Regions from separate parts of the Capra hircus genome. Here region 1 is linked to region 2. A link is a contact called in public Hi-C data. All regions are on one chromosome and are shown on one strand. The core of a region is the stretch at or near the end of the contact, and the rest is flanking DNA. Distances in the headings are between cores, read along the strand shown. Region 1 holds the start of KLF13 (Krueppel-like factor 13). Region 2 has its middle 49 kb from the start of KLF13.

Region 1 (5,146 bases), core at 2,426-4,925, 50 kb before region 2:
CAACTGCCTCCTTGGCTAAAGTCATATTAGTATTCATGCCCCTCCACCATACAATCACTATTGTTAGGGGGTCCCTAACAGTTTGAAAGGCCTAGCGTGACCTGAGTCACTGCCTGCAGAGACACTCCCCACCAGAACACTCTGGGAGCCCACAAACCAGGGTCTGCCTCCTGGGTCTTCCCAAATCGCCTCTGGGTCAGCCCCTGCAGCTAGCTTGCCTAGCCTCTCCCTTCAGTGGGCTGCCCCTATGCCCTCTATGATCACCAGTTACTTATGCTCTGCACACCTGGGCTCAGGCTTCCTGAAGGTGCCCTGAGCCATAGGTAGGTCCTTAGTTCATAAGCAGATGCACCTGGAGGAACCCCTTAAACTTCAGTAAGCATCTGGGACCTAGGAACCTACATTTCCAAAGGCCCCAAGGGACCCTGTGCACTCCTGACTTGGAGATCTGCTCTGGAGGCAGAGATTCGAGTTTCTGCACACCTGGAAGGCGGAGCCGGCTCCCTGCTCTAAGAATGAACAGACTAGCACACTGCAGGCCAAAGAATGGATTCATCCTGTTCTGGCTTCCAGGCACCCCGGAGAGGCTGGCTTCCGCCCCATTGCGAAGGCGCGGGTTCCTAGCGCCCCTGCCCTAAACATCTAGCCATCTTGCCCCGTGCCGCGCAGCGCACAGGCAGCCTGGACCAGGGGGCTGAGGCAATCCGGAAGGCAGCCCCAGCCGGAGGCCCGGGCGAGCCCCGCCCCGGGGCCGATCCCTCCGCAATTCGCGAATCTGGCTACCGGGTGCTGCCGGGTTGGGAAAGAAAGAGAAGTCGCTCAGTCGTATCCGACTGTTTGCGAACCCATGGACTGTAACTGACCAGGCTCCTCTGTCCATGGGATTTTCCAGGCAAGAATACTGGAGTGGGTTGCCATTTCCTTCTCCAGGGGATCTTCCCGATCCAGGGATCGAACCCGGGTCTCCCGCACTGCAGGCAGACTCTTTACCGGGTTGGGAAGCCACAGTAACACAGGATTCAGAAAGCTTTTCCAATACACTCCGCTGTTCGGTACTGGCCTGGCTCTCAACCGAGTGCTCAACTCCAGCCACAAACCAAACGCGGCCGGGCTACCAGGTAACCGGGTCCACCTCGCTCAGAATCCAGCGTGGCCCCTCCCCCACGACCACACCCACTCTTGCAACAACGTCCCCACCTCCGAGTCCACACAGCCCGAATTCTGACTCAGCCTAGAAATGGCCCCGCCTTCACCCGCGACCCCACCAAGCTGTTTGAGCGGTCATAGCGCGGGACCAGAAATGCGGGGCCGGCGTGGGAGGTGCTGTTCGTGAGATACGCGGTTCCTGACACCTGCAGCCCGTGGGGCGGTTCATTTGCAAATTTATCCGGAGAAAAAGCTTTTCAGCTCTAGATTCTTGAAAACTGCGGCTTTTAAATCAGTCATTTAATCAGCTTGTGAACTGTTTGACAAATGAGACGCCTCAACTTTTGAAACAAGGTTAACGGTATGAGAGTTTTGAACCGGTCCCCAAAGTGGAAGACTTGTGTCCAGAAGAGTTCGCGTGGGCTCAGAGGAAATACACAATTCTTTAAACCAAACTAGGAGAGAAAGCATGCCATCCATTGAAAGGTTGTTTCCACTTTTGTGTTAAAAGACAAAAAACAACCACAGAGCAATCTACGACAAAGTCCTGGGCCCGCGAGAGGAAAATGTTGCCCTGGGGTGGGGGGCGGGCGGCGGTCTGGGGCTCCTAGAATGTCAGCTCCTGCCACCCGCCCCTGTGCAGGTGCTGCCCGCCCGCATCCGGCCCCGGCAGGTGAGAGCGAGGCCGGGAGGAAGGCGACGCAGATCCGCGGCCAGAAGGCAGTGCGCTCCTTTCGGGAGACAGCGCCCCGGCCCCAAGGAGCCCCTCGGGTCTGGCGCGCCCCCGCCGGCCGGATGGGCGGTGCTCCCACAAAGAGCCCCGGACGAGGACCCGGGACCGCCCCCCGCGTCGGCAGCCTCTGGCTCGGGTTTCGACAAATTAAACCTTAGAGCGCTGGAAAAATTACAGGAAGAGAAGAGCGAAGAATGTGCCGAGAGGCTGGAGAAAGCCCTGTCCCCGCGTGAACTTCGCCCGCCGCGCGCCCGGGCCAGGCCCGCCCCTGCTGAGCGCGCGCCCGACCGACGGGGGAGGGGCCAGGAGAGGACACCCGCTCCCCGCGGCTCCCGGGCGTCCGGGCCGCCAATCTCCCCGGGTGCCACTTGCGACCCCCATCCAGCTCGCCCGCACCTGCCCGCGCGCCCCCGGGCCAGGGCGGGGTCCCCGCCCCCGGACCCGATGACGACACTCGCCCCCGCGGCCCCGCCCGAGCGCGCCGGAGGAGGGGGCGTGCCCGGCGGGGGCGCGGTCGCCGGGCGGGTGCCGGCTCCCAGCGCACGGACCCGCTTCGCGCGGCGCGCAGGGTCGCCCGTAGCCCAGAGCCACGGGGAAAGGGGCGAGGCCCCGACCGTTCCCGGCCCGATCGCCCTTGCACCCAGCTGGTGGCTCCGGGGGCGTGGCTGGGCGACTAGCACTGGCCCCGGATCGCTTGCTCGGGGCTCCCGGGCCGCCCCACTGACCTGTGTGAGTTCTCAGGTGCGCCTTGAGGTGCGAGGATTTCCCGTAAACTTTCTCGCAGCCCGCGTAGTGGCACTTGTGCTTTCTCTGCGGGGACTCGAGGTCGGTGCGACTTCGGCCCCGCCGGCCCCTTTGTCTGAGGCCGGGCTCGCCGCTCCCTGCGGGCCCCGGCTCTCGCTCGGGCTCCAGCCCCGCCTCGGGTTCGGGCTCGGGCTCGCTCCACGCCGGGCTGAGGGGCGCGGCCGCCGCGCCACTGGCGCCGGGGAAGGCGGGCTCGGGGGCGGGTGGCGGCGCCGGTGGTAGGCGGCAGGGGGTCCTCGCCTTCCGGGCCGCGGCGCCTTCTCTGCGTTCCGCCGGGGCGGGCGCCGGCGCTTGCTGGTTAAGGTCCGCTAGGATCCGCGCCACTACGAAGAGCGAGGCACTGTCCTTGCCGTCGCGGCGTTCTTCGACGCGGGGCAGCGTGGCGGCGACAGTGGCCGCGCCCTCGGGTCCGGGCTCCGGCCCCTCCCGCGGCCCGTGCACGACCGCGCGGTTCGACATGGACACGAGGCACTCGGCGGCGAAGTGGTCCACATAGGCGGCTGCTGCCATGCTGCGGGATCCAGCCGGCGGACGGGCGGCACTGCTGGTTGCTGCGAGTCGTCAGCGGCGCATCCGCACCCACGGCCTCCGGAGAGCGGGCGGGGGGCGGGGGCGAGGCGCGCCCTCTCCGCGGGCTGGGCTGGGCGCGCAGCCGCCTCTGCCGTCACCCGCGCGGCTCCGCGTCTACTAGGCGCCCGCCCGGCTGGGCTCCGAAGAGTGAACGCATGGGGGGCGCGGGCGAGTGGGATCCCCACGCGACGTCAGGGGCGGCCTGTCCTAAGGATGCAGAGCGGCGACGTTAGGGACGACCGCGCCAAGTCGCGGCCGCAGCCTCGCCGCGCATTGTGGCAGGCGGGACAGCAGCCGTGCGCGCCGCGGCTCGGTGTGGGCGGCCCGGCTCCGGGGGTGGGCGGGGCCGGGGCCACATCTGGACCCGACGTCAGCCCCCAGCCACATCCTGGCGGCGCAGGTTACAGGCGGCGGCGGCGGCCGCGGGGAGCCGCGCACGCGGAGGGGGCGGGGATCCTGGAGCGCGCACCGGCGGGATGGAGCGGTCGCGCGCCCGCCTCTGGGGAAGGGGCGTGGTCGAGGACAAGGACTGGCGCCATTGGTTCGCGGGTACGCGGCCCGGCCAATCCTCACAGTGAGAGACTCCCACTCGGCCTAGGGGCCTGCGCGTGCCAATGGGCGTGCCCCCTTGGCGGCGGGAGGAGGGGCGGAAATTAGAGCCGTGAGCCGGGCACGCTGACGCACCACGTCCGAGGGCGGCAGGCTGGGGCGTGGCCGCGCGGGTCGCTCCCCCACCCCTCAGCTGCTGGGACCCCGCGGGGAATTTTCCTGCTGGAGCTTTTGTACGGTGACAGCCTTGAACCCCGGCGCGGAGGCGAGCGCTCAGGAGGGCGCCCCTTTGTCCCTCCCGCCCCGCCTCTGCCGTGCGCCGGGTGGGCGCGCCCTGCGGGGCTCGCCTCCGCTTCTCCCTTTCCCCTCACGAGCGAGGTGCCCAGCGAGGAGGCGTGTCCGCTCTGGCCAGCTCGGAACAACCCCGCCGCACCCCGCCGAAGCTGGGTTCCTGGGCGGCCGCGCCCCGAGATTCGGGCCGCTCGCCCGCTGCAGGCTCCTCCCCTGCCGAGCCCGGTGTTCGGCGCGGCCCAGCAGGGAGCGGGGTCTCGGGTGGGGCAGGGGATGCACTGACGGGAGGGACCTGGAGCTCCCGATCGTCCCGGGCAGCCGGGAACTGGGACCGGCCGCACCGCCCTTGAGCCTGGGTCAACCGGAGGCGGACTGGCACCAGGCTGGTGGTTAGCCTGGCAGCGTGGGTGACGTGCCCATCGCGTCCCATGCTCGCAGGAGTGAACTACGTGCCGGGGCGCTGGCGCCGCTGCTCATGGAACGCGGGGCCCCTTCCTCTGCCTCCCCTCCCCAGGCCCGCTGCCAACTTCTCCCGGCTGCCCCTCTCCCTCGCCGCCGGGGAGGCTTCCGACGCCACCGACTGCGCGGGCCCCGCCCACAGCGCCCCGCCCACCCGCTGCCTGGCCCCGCAGAGGAAATGCTCCCTGCCCTGCCCCGCCCACTTGCCCTTGGCTCTCGCCGGCGCCCTCACCCTTGCTGTCTCCGAGACCACCCCACCGCCCTCCTCCAGGCCTAGGCCATCAGCCTAGAGGTTAGAGGCTGAAGCCGAGCGCAGCAAGGCCCTGGCCGGAGAGACCGGCCGGGGTCTGCAGCCCTTAATGGACATTCAAACGTGTTAGCTGCCCGCGCGGGGAGAGTGGAAGGAGGGCAGCCCAGGCACTGGATCCCTCGGACCAGAGAAGAGGGGTGGGTGGGACAGAGTCGTTCTGCGCACAAAATTAAGAGCAGCCATTTCACACCAAATTATCTTGGGGCCTGGGTAGAAAAAACTTTCCAGGTCACCAAGGACAAACGCGTTTTGGGTTGCATGTTGTGGTGACCTGTAAACTGGTG
Region 2 (4,950 bases), core at 2,141-4,640:
CGGACAGCCCCTCTCTTCCAGCCTGGCTGGGTTGCCTGGGACCCCATCCTGGTTTTCTGGAAGTCAGCCCCGCCCCATTCCTCTTTTCATCCTTCAATCCACCCCCTCCTTGAGGGTCCTCAGGGAGGCCCTCCAGGTGCCAGATGCTCCCCCAACCTGTAGACTCATTTCTGAGACTGAGGAGGTCACTGCAGGGCGATGGGAAGCTGTGAAGAGGGACCGTTGCCCAGGGGTGATGAGCATCCTGGCATCGTCTGAGGGTGGCCCTGGACTCCTGCACCCCTGCTGGCCCTCAGGGCCCCCACACCAGGAGAGTGTGCCCCTTAGCCCGAGAGGCATCTCCTGACCTTGACCCAGCCTTCAAACAGGCTCCCTGAGGCTGCCCTAGTCCTTCCTATCTGCCACCGCAGGTCCCTAGCTCTCTGTAGGTCCTCCAGCTCCATGACCAGACCCCTCCTTGCCTGGCTGTGCCCCCAGCATCCTGGCCCTTGGCCAGGCATTGTTTGGGGGTAGCCAGGCTCAGAGTGGTTCCAATTTCCCAGCCTCCCCTATAGTGGGTGGCCCTGGGACCCTAAGCCCAGACTCCGCGGTCTTTTGCTCTCCTGATAGAACCAGAACCTTGCAGCTGACCAGTCCTGACCCCTCCATTACTCCTCAACTGGGGGCCTCTTCTGGAGCCCTCACTAGTGGGCGAGGAAGGCCTGGGGATGCTCAGAAACTGGAAGCCTGGACCACTGCCATGGTGCCTGCCTCTGCCTCCTTTTACGAGGTAAACAACATCCCTTAGCCTCGGCCAGGTCATCTGTCCTTGCAGGTGATGCTGTGCTGACTACTCAGAGCCCCAGGAGTGCAGAGTAGGGGGCCTGGGTCCTCTAACTCTGCTTCCCTGCTCCCAAGCCCTCAAGAATGCATTTCCCTCCTGAGGGTGTGAACAGCCCACCGGCTGTGATCTGAGCAGGGTCTTCTCTGAGACTATGCGGGCCTCTGACAGCCCCTTTGCCACCCACTCCCTGTCAACCCCTCTGGCCCAGAGTCTACAAAGTAAGGGAGAGAATAGACAGGATCGGGGCTTCTGGTGGGTCTGTAGCAGTCAGCGGGGCTGGAGTTTTCAGGATTGGTACAGCACAGGCTGGGCTTCCCTCAGAGCTCAGGGGGTAAAGAATCCACCTGCAATGTGGAAGACCTAGGTTTCATTTCTGGGTAGGGAAGATCCCCTGGAGAAGGGCGTGGCAATCCTCTCCAGTATTTATTTCTGCCTGGAGAATCCCACGGACAGAGGAGCCTGGCGGGCTACAGTGCATGGGTCGCAAAGAGTCGGACATGACTGAGAGAGTAAGCACAGCACATCAAAGTGCAGGGCACTTCCTGAACGGGTTCCCCTCCCCCAGGGTCACCCAGGGTCACCCAGAGGCTTCTCCCCGCTGCACTGCAGCACTCAGAGGCCCCACCAAGTGCTCCATCCAGGGTGGGGTGCCCCTGCTGGAGGCTGGGGACAGTGAGAGGGGCTTCCTGAAGTCTCGGCACCCCCTCCCTAGGTGGCCTCAAGCTCTGGACCTCACAGCCACGCCCACCTTCCTTCTCAAAGCCGTGTTCTGGGTACTCCTGCTCAGGGTTCTTCCTGTGATCCTAAGCCCACAACAGAATTTAAGCTTCAGGCGCATGCATGGTTCCTAAGGCAGCCATGGGTGTGGGCCCAGAGAGGGCTGCCCAGATGGACCCCTCTGGGAGGACTCTGCCTGGGCCAGCATCAAGGGAGCCTGGGCACCCTCCGCCCCTGCCCATGACAGGGACTTGGAACCAGCAACCACAGTGAGGTTTCAGTTCAGTTAGCATTTAGGGAACCCCGGCTCAGTGCCAGGACAGTGCTCACCCTGCGGAGGTGCCAAGAGGAACAGGAGCCTGATGCTGCTAGGATGCAATGGTTCCCTGGATCCCCAGTGTGCCACCCATCAGCTGGGGGCTGAGGGCACAGGGAGGTTCTAGGGGCCACGGCTTCCATGGCCTTGGGAGGGAATGGGGGAGAGTACAGAGGGTGGGGCAGGCAGGGCTGCAGCTCAGAGGGCGCAGGGCAGGAGTCTGAGCATTATGTACAAATGGACTCTCTCAGAAACATGCACCCCTATGTTCACTACAATAGCCAGCACATGGAAGCAAGGAGCTGAAGGTGGGATTGCCTACTAGGGGGATTCACATGACCCTTCTGAGTGGTGGAGTCAGTGTGGAGTTGCATGAAGAGATCCAGGAAGGACAGTCAGCTTAGAGAGAGGTAGGAATGCAGTCCCAGGCTTTCACGCTTGCTGGGTGAGGAATGTAGCCAACACTCTAGAACGTGCTTCAGGGTAAACATTTCTACAGCCCAGGGGTCTTTGTGCTTAGGCCAGGTTTTCCAGAGCAAGAGAAATTCTGCAAAAAAGTCTGCTTGATTTGGGTCTTTTGCAAACAATAAATTCTATCTGGCTTTACACACACAAAAAAAGGAATTCAGAACAGGAAAGCAGCGCTGGAGTTTTTAAGAGCCCGAGGACAGGGTGTGGTGGGCTCTGGACTCGGGCCTGGAGCATTGTGTAGTACAGGGTCCCTTCACTCCTTCTGGGATCTCTTTGCAATGGTGTGGGCTGCCCACATCCCACCATGAAAAATGACCACCTTCATGTCTACATTTCTGCAAATCTTGCTGTGATCCCCCAAGGCCGGCTCTGTCCTCCCAAGGAGGGGGCTTTGGTGGTCCTGGCTTGGGTCCAGCACCTGTCCCCAGGCCAATCAGTATGGCTGGTACGGGGACAAAGGCACCCTGGGGACATTACTATATATATATATTTTTTTGTTCTAACTTTTTATTTTGTATTGGGGTATAACCAATTAACAATGCTGTGATAGTTTCAGGTGGACAGAAAAGGGGCTCAGCCATACATATACATGTATTCATTCTCCCTGCAACTTCCCTCCCATGCAGGCTGCCACATAACATTGAGCATAGTTCCCTGTGCTGTACAGTAGGGGATGTTACTGTCTTCACAGCAGAACTATTTTCATCCTTGAAACAAAATCCTAACCTGAAACTCTAAATATGCCAGGGGCATGCTTGGAAACAGCAGGCAGATGGCCTCTGGGAGTTCAGGGTCCACCATGCTCACCTCCTTCCCTCCATGAATCCTGAATAAACCTTCAGAGCCCGTTTGAGAAATAAACAGTTCTTCCTGTTCCCATGAGAGCTTTTCCTCCCTCCTGCCCCAGCTGCCACCACCTCTTTCTCAACAACACATGTCTCCTGGGTCCCAGGAGGCACCCCAGCCTCCCTGGGGTCTGCAAGGATCTTAAGCATCAGGAGCAGGGGCTTGGAAATGGCAGCTGCGGGAGGCACATGAAGGGGCTGGTGATGACTGGGGTCAAGGGCATGCCCACCATGATAGCTCACAGCACCTCCAATCCTGTCCCTGCCAGAAGCCTCCTTCTGCCTGGACCCATGCAGGTTGGGGGCCCGGAGCTCGTCCCTCCCTGGACCAGCTGCACAGACCACAGTCCTCCTGGTTTCCCACCATCTCTAGCCCATGCAGGTCTTCTTACGTTCCAGCAGTTTGACCGAGGAAATAACTTACAGAGAAGCAAAAGGAAAAGAAGGCAAATGGGACCAGTGCTTCTGGTATGTGTCAGCTCACTTACATTAACCAAAGAATCCCTATAATAATCAGCATCTTTATGAACCAAGAGGCCAGAGCCTGGAGCTGGTCAAGTCCTCAGGGTCACACAGCTGGTAGACTGCTGAGCAGGACATTTAAACCAGATGCCCAAGACTCTAACAGGTTTCCCTGGTGGCTCAGTGGTAAGGAATCCACCTACCAATGCAGGAGATATGGGCTTGATCTCTGGGTTGGGAAGATACCCTAGAAGGAGGGCATGGCAACCCACTCTAGTATACTTACCTGGGAAATCCCATGGACAGGGCTATAGTCCACGGGGGTCTCAAATGAGTTGGACACAATTTAGCAACTTAACAAAAAAGACTCTAATGCCCTCAGTTTCTGCAGCACCCCGTCCAGAGCAGCATGAATTGTGGGTGGTCAGTGGGAGATCCAAGCCCTGGGTCTCATCCATGGTCTCCAGGTTCTCACAGTTGAGCAAGTCCTCCAGTTTAGCCAATTCCAACCATGTCTCTAGCTCCTGGGAATCCTACAAGAGCCCTTTTGCTGTGCAAAAATGCCGCACACCTAGGCAGAGAGGCTGGGCTCCGGATGCCATGTCTGTGCTGCTTGTCGAGGGCCTACCTACTATCTTCACAGGTGAGTCGGTTCTGCATGGGACATGCCCTTACACTGAGCTCATCCCTTCCCACCACCCCAAGATGAACTAAGACCCTAGTGCCTAGTCTCTCCTCTTCCCAGAGGACCCTTGCCCCTCTGCCACTCCAGCTGTGCCTACTTCCTCTGAGCTTGCCTGGTACCCAGGCCTGTTACAGGCCAAATGAGTTGTGCTGGGCCGAACTATGTGCCCTCCCAATTCATCTGTTGAAGTTGAAGTCCCAACCCCCAGGACCTCAGGACATGATTGTGTTTGAGAATGGGGACTTTTAACAGGACCTGTGTGCTCAGTAACTCAGACGTGTCTGACTGCAGTCCTATAGTTTGTAGCCCACCAGGCTTCTCCATCCATGGGATTTCCTAGGCAAGAATACTGGAGTCGGTTGCCATTTCCTCCTCCAGGGGATCTTTCTGACCCAGGGGATTGAACTTGAGTCTCCTGCATCTCCTGCATTGCAAGGCAGATCCTTAACCACCGAGCCATCAGCAGAAATTAAGGTTAAATGAGGTCACTGCAGTGGGCCTTATCCACTCTGACTAGTGTCCTTATGAGGAGGAGAGATTAGGACACAGACACATGCAGTGGGATGACCATGTGAAGATGCAGGGAGATGACAGGCCATCTCTGAGAAGCCAAGGAAACCAACCCTTCTGA

What was found. A called contact is a pair of places that touch in the nucleus more often than the background predicts.
Region 1: a Hi-C map of blood shows a contact between it and region 2, with 1.7 times the contacts expected there. The contact joins the promoter of KLF13 here to the enhancer-like site in region 2. A contact is called at or near these places in 3 of 5 Hi-C or Micro-C datasets (all in blood).

What each region holds. Positions count from the first base shown.
Region 1 is chr21:27,254,896-27,260,041 of ARS1.2, reverse strand. It overlaps KLF13 (Krueppel-like factor 13), which reads right to left and starts at 3,675. Exons shown (of 2, transcript XM_018066229.1): 1 at 2,605-3,675. The coding sequence starts at 3,193.
Region 2 is chr21:27,205,166-27,210,115 of ARS1.2, reverse strand. No RefSeq gene overlaps it. Among named protein-coding and RNA genes, the nearest start is that of KLF13, 49 kb to the left of the region's middle. Within about 2 kb of position 3,390, at least 1 of the 5 cell types and tissues checked has an H3K27ac peak or open chromatin away from gene starts, as enhancers often do.